Regions from separate parts of the Mus musculus genome. Here region 1 is linked to region 2. Evidence: chromatin contacts called from public HiChIP or PLAC-seq data. All regions are on one chromosome and are shown on one strand. The core of a region is the stretch at or near the end of the contact, and the rest is flanking DNA. Distances in the headings are between cores, read along the strand shown. Region 1 overlaps Myef2 (myelin basic protein expression factor 2, repressor). Region 2 has its middle 17 kb from the start of Sord.

Region 1 (4,624 bases), core at 1,346-3,845, 2.9 Mb after region 2:
ACTCACATCTGCCACTTCACAAAATTCTCAATTAACCTAGAACTCAGCAAAGAAGCAGGAAGCCGGCCTGAGAGCTCCATACTGTCCAAGCCTTTTAATTTCTCAGTCATCAGCAGGCATTTTCCTTCTGCACTAATACTTGTAGAGCTTGAGAAATGGTTAAGAGCACTGGCTGCTCTTCCAGAGGTCCTGAGTTCAATTCCCAACAACCATATGGTGGCTCACAACTATCTGTAATATGATCTGATGCCCTCTTCTGGTGTGTCTGAAGACAGCGACAGTGTACTCATACATAAAATAAATAAATCTTTTTTTAAAAAATTTAAAAAAAAATACTTGCAAACATCCCCAAACACAATTTTTCCCATGATGGATACTACGTAATAAATATTAATAGACCTATGGAGGGAGCATGTGAGTCATCTCAGTATCCACTTAGGGGAGAATTAACTTTCTGAGCTTTCTTCAACTCTAAAGTCCAGTTTGGACCACCACAAGGGCACTTACTACAGGAACCTGATGACCTGAGTTCAAAACCAGAACCCATGTTAAAGATGGAAAGAGAGAATTGAGTATATAAATTGTCCTCTGATATCAATATGAACATCATGGCTCACACACATACATCATACACACACAACACATATACCCACACAAATGTGAATATAATAAAAATTCTTAAAACTGTCTTAACTAAATTAAATATTAAAAGCTAGCTCATATTATAAAAATGGTGGCACATACTTATAATTCCAGCACTAGGAGACAGATGCAAGATTACCACAAGTTTCAAGACTGCCTGTTCCATATATTAAGTTATAAGGCAGCCAGCCAAGCCAGAGCTATATAGTTAAGACTCTGCCCCCACCCTCCTATCCACCCCACACTAGCCACAAAAGAAGTAAAGAGATGAATAAATGATTATCTGAAAAACTTTTATTTATAGAGTAACAAATTTTCCCTAGAATTTTCTCTTTCCCTTAAAACCAGAATCAAAATTACAGCACATCTATTTGCCTATTTAATACACTGTATGTTGAGTTTTATCTATTTCCTACTTAGATAAACACAGAAAAATTTAAAAGATATCCTTATATATGTTCATGTTGAACAAAGGATAGGACATGTCAGAACTGTGTCTGTTTTATCAGTAAAGCTGTCTATAATGAAAGGCTGGAGTTAAAGAGGAAAAATTAAACACATCATGAGCAGTCTTTTTTAATGGACCTAATTGGAAAAATTAATTTATAAGACTTCAATCAAAATACAACTATTATGATGCCATATACTAATACAGAAATAAATAAGATATGGGTATATACCTAAAGTAATCCCTACAGATAAAAATCTGGATTTATATTTAAAACTACAATTTACATTTTTAAAGCAGTATGCAGGTACATGTGTGTGTGCAGGTGCACAGGCATGTCTGTGAGCATATGTATGGAGAGCGGGGGACAGTCTCAGGAATGTCATTCCTATCCTTTGACATAGTGTCTGTCTTCAAACTGAAGCTCACCAAATAGATAAGCCCAAGAATCCTGTCTCCTTCTCCCAAGCATTAAAATTACAAGGACATACATGCTCAATATTTTCACATGGTTCTGGAGAGCAAACGCAGGCCCAAGTGAGGAAAGCACCTTTTCAACTTGCTATCTCCCTAGGACTCAAAAGCTTTAGTCAACCTCAAGTAATTCATTAACAAGTTAACTTAAAAGCATTTTTTAATAAACTTTAATGAGTCAAAATCTATGAGTAATTAAGAAAACAGATTTCTTAAAAACCTCATGGATTATTCTAACAACAAACCAAATTTCATAATCCAGGCTATAAATTCTAAGGTGAGCAATTCTGGAAGGCTATAAACAAACTTCTTTTTTTTGTTGTTTTTGTTTTTTCCGAGACAGGGTTTCTCTGTGTAGCCCTGGCTGTCCTGGAACTCAATTTGTAGACCAGGCTGGCCTCAAACTCAGAAATCCGCCTGCCTCTGCCTCCCCGAGTGCTGGGGTTAAAGGCGTGTGCCACCACGCCCAGCTAACAAACGTCTTGCGGCATTAGAAGGAAAATGTCACTGTTTAGACAGCACTCTCCTGAGCAGGTGACAACACTGCCACAGATAAAGCACATAAAGTCTATAAGAATAAAACCTGTCTTCTCTGCTATCTCTCTACACTGTATCTAGAATGGCAACTAAGCATACCATCTGCTGGATAAGTCATAATTTCTCAACTGTCAGTCAGGATCCACACTCTGGAGGTTGGGAGGATAGCTCAGTTGGTAAAGTGCTCACTTTGCAAAGCTGAGTGCCAAGGTTAGGATCTCCAGCATCCACATAAAAACTCATGTAGGGATGGGGGATGGGGAAGAATGGCAGATTCCTGAACTCTACTGGTCAGCCAAGCTACCCTAATCAGTGAGATTCAGGTTCAATGAGAAACCTCTAAGAAAACATACATGTGTGCATACACACAGAAACATACAGACAAAAACCCAAACTCACCAAAAATGGTGATCCATGCCTGTAATGCCAACAGTCAGAGACAAGCAAAAGAGCTCAAGGCCAGTCTGAACTAAAAAGCACCAAGTTAGTCAGGGCTTAGATTAGACCCTATCTCAAAAACAAACAGAATCCACACTGAACAGACGGCGGCACCATCTGTGAGAAATGCTCCTGTAATCTAGAAAGAAACACTAGAACCAAACTTGCTTCACCAGCTATTCAGATTGTGACAGGGACATCTTCTTCTCTATCAACCTTATTCTTTTATAAGAATAAGGCATGATCTGAAAGGAGTCTTCTCAATTGTTCTAGAATGTGCCTCCTTGTGAATAAAGTTGCATTTCTGAGAATAGAAACAAGCAGCCAAAATCTACAAGGCCTCTCTCTCTCCTCTCTGGTTCCTAGCTCCAGCAGACGGAACAGACCTTCCTTTTTCACTCCTAGGAAGAAGCACCTGCATAACAATGTATCTAACAATGCGCTGTCACTGAGTTCACTGAGCGTCTCCAGGGGAAGTCAGGTAAGAAGAGATCCCTCCTGTCTACTCACAGCGGATGAATTCACTGTGAAAACACACAATTCTCAAGCAGTCACTAAGTTCCTCTACTCTTCACCTGGCTGAATGAAGGTTACATGACTGTAATAAACATTTGCTTACAATACTCTTGACAATTCATTACAAAATACATTATTAGGATATTTTCTTTATGTTTACTTAAAGACTGACCAGAGAAAAACTAAAGATTTCTTTTTAAAAAACCAAACTATAAAATAACCTAGCAATTCCATTTTTTTATTTAATAAAAGAAATAAAACCATCTCAATATCTGAACTCATAGTCACTATATTTTTCATAATAACTAAGATAAGGAACTGAACTAAAAGTCTGCTTACAGATCAAAGACTAATTAAAGAAGGGTGGGAATGGGCATATACATATTCCAGATGTATATATATATACACACACACACACACACACAGGCGGACAGACAGAGGCACATAGAGAGAGAGATCCAGCGTTCAGAAGGAAAGCCTGCCAGCTACAGCAACCTGAAGGACAGTGTGCTAAGTGAAGTAAGCCAGACACAGAAAACCAAATACTGCATGACATCAACAAAACGCAAAGCATCAGGGTATAGTGATCATTACCACAAGTCTAATGAGATGTCTGCCTAAGTATACAAACTTCCAGTAACCAAGTTCTGGAGACAATGTGTAGTAAAATATTTGGAACAATTACAAAAGATGTAGCTACATGAGCTCACAGGTATATTAATTAGTTCAATTACAATAATCATTGTATAATAGCAAATCAAAACATCATGGTTTTGACCTTCACTCATGATAAAACCGATGCTTTTAATCACTTCATCCTACCCTAGTGTTGAATATTTTATAAATAGCACAATATAAATACATCTGTAATCATACAAGACTAATGAAGAGTCACAAAATAGTTACTGCTTTCCTTCCAAAACACTTCAGTGTAGACAGAGAAAACAGGATCTTTAATTCCTGTCTAGAGATGAACAAGCCAACTAAATCTTTTCCATGAGTCTCAGGATCTCAAAATGTCTTCCTCTATTTCTTCAATGGATACTCAGTGAACCTTTAACATTTAAGGTGACAGGATGAAAAGGACAGCCCCCTCTGTCTGCTGTGACTGCATTAATACAAGGTGTTCCAGTCCCAATAGCAGCACATGGCTCACTTCGAAGCAGTGGATGTTGTAAAGCAATGTCTGGTTATCAAATTTCTTTTAATGACTTATCATTGAAAGCATGGTAATCAGCCCAAAGTGTCAACCACCCCACAGGTTGTCACACTGTAGACTCACAGAAGATTCAAGTCCCTAAGTATTCACTGTGACTACCTACGCTGGCCCAGCAGAGGTGTAAGAAATTCCTTAGAGTACATTGGTCTCTACTCAACACTGAGAAAATATGGAAAGAATGAATTAGAATAAGGAAACAATCTGTATTTACTGTTAACAATTGCCCTATATTTTCTCTCCTTAAATTAGAAAATGGTTCTTTCTCACCTCTTTTCCCATCCTGCAATGCAACTGTAGACACTGTATTTTTGGGTCTAATAGAAGTTTAGATACCAGCTTCACAAATACCA
Region 2 (4,544 bases), core at 1,232-3,731:
GAGACTAGGTAGAGGGGATGATAGTCAAGTTATGTGCATGCCTCTGCAACCACTACCACCACACTAGTAAAGAGCCAAGGGAAGCAAGAAGGTAGTTCATTTGAACACGACTTAGGAGCTAGTGTTTGGTCAGACTTTGGGAATCTGACCCCAAGCAGTTTTTACAGATTGACAAGCTTACAGCAAGATCCCAGGGAGGGGCCCTTGTGGTCTGGGGCACACAGCACCAAGGCCACAAGGTTGTTACCACATTTGCTCCCAGCCTTTTGGACAGATAACAGGTCTTATACATCTAGGAACTCCCAGAAATAGACTGGATAATGCTTTATTAACTTTGGATTTTTTCAGTGCCAATGAGGCAGGAACAACAGCTGCTGGGGGACACTGGATTATAGAAAACAAACAAACGACTGAGTTAACCAACCTGTATACTTTCTTCTCTTTCTTTTTTTAAAAAAGATTTATTTATTATTATAAATAAGTACACGGTGGCAGCTGTCTTTAGACACACCAGAAGAGGGCATCAGATCTCACTATGGGTGGTTGTGAGCCACCATGTGGTTGCTGGGATTTGAACTCATGACCTCTGGAAGAACAGTCAATACTCTTACCTGCTGAGCCATCTCACCAGCCCCCTGTATACTTTCAAGATGCTTTAACACCTGAATATGTGGTGGTGATGTTCAGTTTTTGAGGTAATATGGATGTGGCTTCCCTGTCATTTCTAGGCAACATAATCTTTATTGCAGACTGCCTCCATCCTCTGGCTTTTCCAGACCCCCCTTCCACTGTTCTTTGAGTGTACGATGTGGGGGGGCTGTGTTATAGCTGTATCCATGGGGGTTGGGTGTCATGCGATTAGTTCTCAGCATTTTGACCAACTGTGGCTTTCTCTATTGGTCTCCAAAGCCTTTCATGAAGGTGCTGACTTCTATGTGGGGAGTGAAAGAACCTAGTGGGGAAACCCCCACTCAACTCCTGATTCAGCATGCACCCAAGAATCACGAACAGACCCTCTTGATGTAAATACAAGAGGTAGTTTAATGGCAGAGCTCTGGATCGAAACTTATCTCACGCAGGAGACAGTGGATTCGACCACAAGGCTTGGAAGCTAGGGGTTTTTATAGAAAAGGGGCTGGGGCTGGGGCTGGGGCTGGGGGAGGAATTGGCGAGGTTTCACATGATTGGTCCATTTAAACTTGTTCGTGAAACCTAGTTTCCCCACTAGGTTCTTTCACTCCCCACATAGAAGTCAGCACCTTCATGAAAGGCTTGGAGACCAATCAGCAGACTGTACATACAGATAACATTTAACTTAGGTCTGAAGGGCAGGAGATAGGGAGGCACTGTCATTCTCTTTATCTTATGGCCAAGCAGCTTCAGGAATGTCTTAAGGACGGGCCTGCCCGGGCATGTCCTGGCCTGTTCTGCTATGTTCTCAACCCCAGGTTTCAAAGCTCAAAACAACTCTTTGGGCTATTTGACATAAATTACATGAATCACAGGTCTCAAGTTTTATTTTCTTTCAGGGCGGATGTAAAGCCCACCCCCATCCCCAGAGGCTCATGGGTAAGAGATCATCTTGAGTCTCATTAGAAAGACTTTGGATTTGAACTTTTTTTGGTTTTGTTTTTCAAGACAGGGTTTCTCTGTGTAGCCCTGGCTGTCCTGGAACTCACTCTGTAGACCAGGCTGGCCTCGAACTCAGAAATCCACCTGCCTCTGCCTCCCGAGTGCTGGGATTAAAGGCATGTGCCACCACGCCTGGCTCGGATTTGAACTTTTGAGCAATGCCAAAGTTGCTGAGGCTTTGAGGAAGGCATTAGCGTGTTTTGTATTGTATATAAGATACTCATAGGAAGTTAGGCAGAGTTATGATATTCGTTTGTCATCATGTGGATATTATGTAGGGTACTAGGAGAAACAATTAGATAGCAGGTTGATGCCTTAAGAACAAGGCATAGATGCCTTCCATTTGCTCATTTGCTACAAAAATTTTATGGTTTAAAAGTATACAAGTAGATCATTTTGCTGTTTTAGAAGTCGGAAGTCTGAAATTTGTTTCATGGACCAAAATCAGAGTAGAAGACTGAGCTTCCTCGGAGTCTCCAGGGGGACCTGCCCTGCAACACATCGTATACAGAGCTATACTCTTTGAGGGAATTCTCCTTCATTTGAAAGCCAGCAGCATAGCATCTTGTTCTAGTCCTCAGATTGGTGTTTTTCTCTGTGGTAAAGTCTCTGCTACTTTTCTGTTCTAAGGACACTTTAGGGTCTACCCAGATAATCCAGGATAAACCCCCCACCTTAATCAAACCTGAAAAGGCCTTTTCTTCAAATAAGGAAAGATTCACAAATTCCAGAGATTAATGCTTGGATATCTTGGGGTGGGGTGCATTCTTCAGCCTGCCCTCCTCTGTACAATGCCTTTTTTCCTCCAGTACAAGAGATATATTGTGAACTTCCTGTTGTGGTTTGTCAGTTGCTTTAATTGCCAAAGCTGGAGAGAATGAAAATAATTAAGTGAAACTAACACTTGACTAAATTGAATGAAACATACATCCCTATTTTGCCAGCTCATGCTACGGTGAGAAGGATAAATAGAAAGGGAGGTTTAGTTTCACCTTCTAAAGGCCACCTACGACTCTCCTCTTTCTTCCCTTCCTTTCCTGAGAAGAGACTGGACACTATGTCTATTTAGCAAAACAATGCGAGTAGGTTCTCTGCTAGGACTTTAAACTTCCATCCCTGCCCTTCTGACCAGATTTATAGTAACAGGCCTGAATTTCCTTTTGTGGAACAAGCCTCAGATCCAATAGAAAAATGATTGGTTGTAGGCTGGAGAGATGGCTCAGAGGATAAGAGCACCGACTGCTCTTCCAGATGTACTGAGTTCAATTCCCCCAACCACATGGTGGCTCACAACCATCTGTAATGGGACCCAATGCCCTCTTCTGGTGTGTCTGAAGACAGCTATAGTGTATTTATATACATAAAACAAATAAATCTTACCCCCACAACATTCATGCCATACCATCTAGTTCTGGTGGGCAAGCAAGAACAATTCCAAGAATTGGGAAACATCTGAGGCCTCCCTGACAACCACAGTCACTGAGATGTTTTTGTAATAACTGTGACTTAGGGGAATGGCATTATCTGCCTATGTAAGGTACCTCGATTCAAGCTCCTTTCCCTCCCTCCCTCCCTCCCTCCTTCCCTCCCTCCCTCCCTCCCTCCCTCCCTCCCTCCCTCCCTCCCTTCCTTTCTTCCTTTTTTTTTTTTTTTCCTGAGGCAGGGTTTCTTTGTGTAGCCATGCCTGTCTGGAACTTGCTCTGTAGACCAACCAGACTAGCCTTAAACACGTGGCTATCTGCTTGCCTCTGCCTCACAAGTGTTGAGATTAAAGGCATGCACCACGGCTAGGGCTTCAAATCCTTTTTTTTTTTTTTTTTTTTTTTTGAGACAGGGTTTCTCTGTGTAGCCCTGGCTGTCCTGGCACTCACTCTGTAGACCAGGCTGGCCCCCAACTCAGAAATCTGCCTGCCTCTGCCTCCCGAGTCTGGGATTAAAGGCGTGCGCCACCACGCCCGGCTTCAAATCCTTTTTAAAACATGTGTTTTAGTTAGCTTACAAAGCAGTGGATTTCCATAAGACTTTCATATATGCTTATGTTTGTTACCCTTCCTCCTATTTCCTTCTCTCCCCACCTCCCCTCCCCATCTCTGCTTAACTCTTCCCACCACCAGCCCTATGTTCCTCCCACCTTTTCCCCATGATCATGGCCCCATTACAGCGCCAACCTTTTCCGGCCTCAGTATTTCTTCACCTCTACGCCTTATGGCACGTGTTCACTATCTGCATCCCCTCTTAAGGCCTCATCCCTTCCCCACTTTAGGATGGCACTTCCCACAGTGGACTGGGGTCTCCTACATAAACTAGCCATTAAGAAAATGCCGCTTTTCCCCTGCCGCCGCCGACTTGCGCGGAGGCGGAAGCTCGGGTGCGTTTAAGATTCGGCGTCACCCGTGATTCACCGCCATGGCCGAGGAAGGCATAGCTGCTGGAGGTGTAATGGACGTCAACACTGCTCTACAAGAGGTGCTGAAGACCGCACTCATCCACGATGGCCTAGCACGTGGCATACGCAAAGCTGCCAAAGCCTTAGACAAGCGCCAAGCCCATCTGTGTGTGCTCGCATCCAACTGTGATGAGCCCATGTATGTCAAGCTGGTGGAGGCACTTTGTGCTGAGCACCAAATCAACCTGATCAAGGTTGATGACAACAAGAAACTAGGGGAATGGGTAGGCCTCTGTAAAATCGATCGAGAGGGGAAACCACGGAAGGTGGTTGGTTGCAGTTGCGTAGTGGTTAAGGACTATGGCAAAGAATCTCAGGCCAAGGATGTCATCGAGGAATACTTCAAGTGCAAGAAATAAATAAATTTTGGCTGATTAAAAAAAAAATGCCTCACAGACATGGCTACAGGCCAATCTGATCAGGGCGATTATTCAGTTGAGGTTCTGTCTTCCCAAGGTGACTTTGT

What was found. HiChIP or PLAC-seq counts read pairs in DNA pulled down with a chosen protein or histone mark.
Region 1: a contact with region 2 is called in an H3K27ac HiChIP or PLAC-seq map of extraembryonic endoderm stem cells, with 14 times the contacts expected there. The contact joins two enhancer-like sites. A contact is called at or near these places in 2 of 39 promoter capture datasets (hippocampal neurons and pre-B cells) and 1 of 115 datasets of contacts at active chromatin or transcription factors (extraembryonic endoderm stem cells).

Annotation. Positions count from the first base shown.
Region 1 is chr2:125,116,941-125,121,564 of GRCm38.p6, forward strand. All of the region lies in intron 1 of Myef2 (myelin basic protein expression factor 2, repressor), which reads right to left. Among named protein-coding and RNA genes, the nearest start is that of Gm46759, 4.4 kb to the right of the region's middle. Within about 2 kb of position 2,596, at least 17 of the 459 cell types and tissues checked have an H3K27ac peak or open chromatin away from gene starts, as enhancers often do. A contact at or near this core is called in extraembryonic endoderm stem cells, where this site is marked.
Region 2 is chr2:122,215,955-122,220,498 of GRCm38.p6, forward strand. It overlaps the pseudogene Rps12-ps10. Among named protein-coding and RNA genes, the nearest start is that of Sord, 17 kb to the right of the region's middle. Within about 2 kb of position 2,482, at least 33 of the 459 cell types and tissues checked have an H3K27ac peak or open chromatin away from gene starts, as enhancers often do. A contact at or near this core is called in extraembryonic endoderm stem cells, where this site is marked.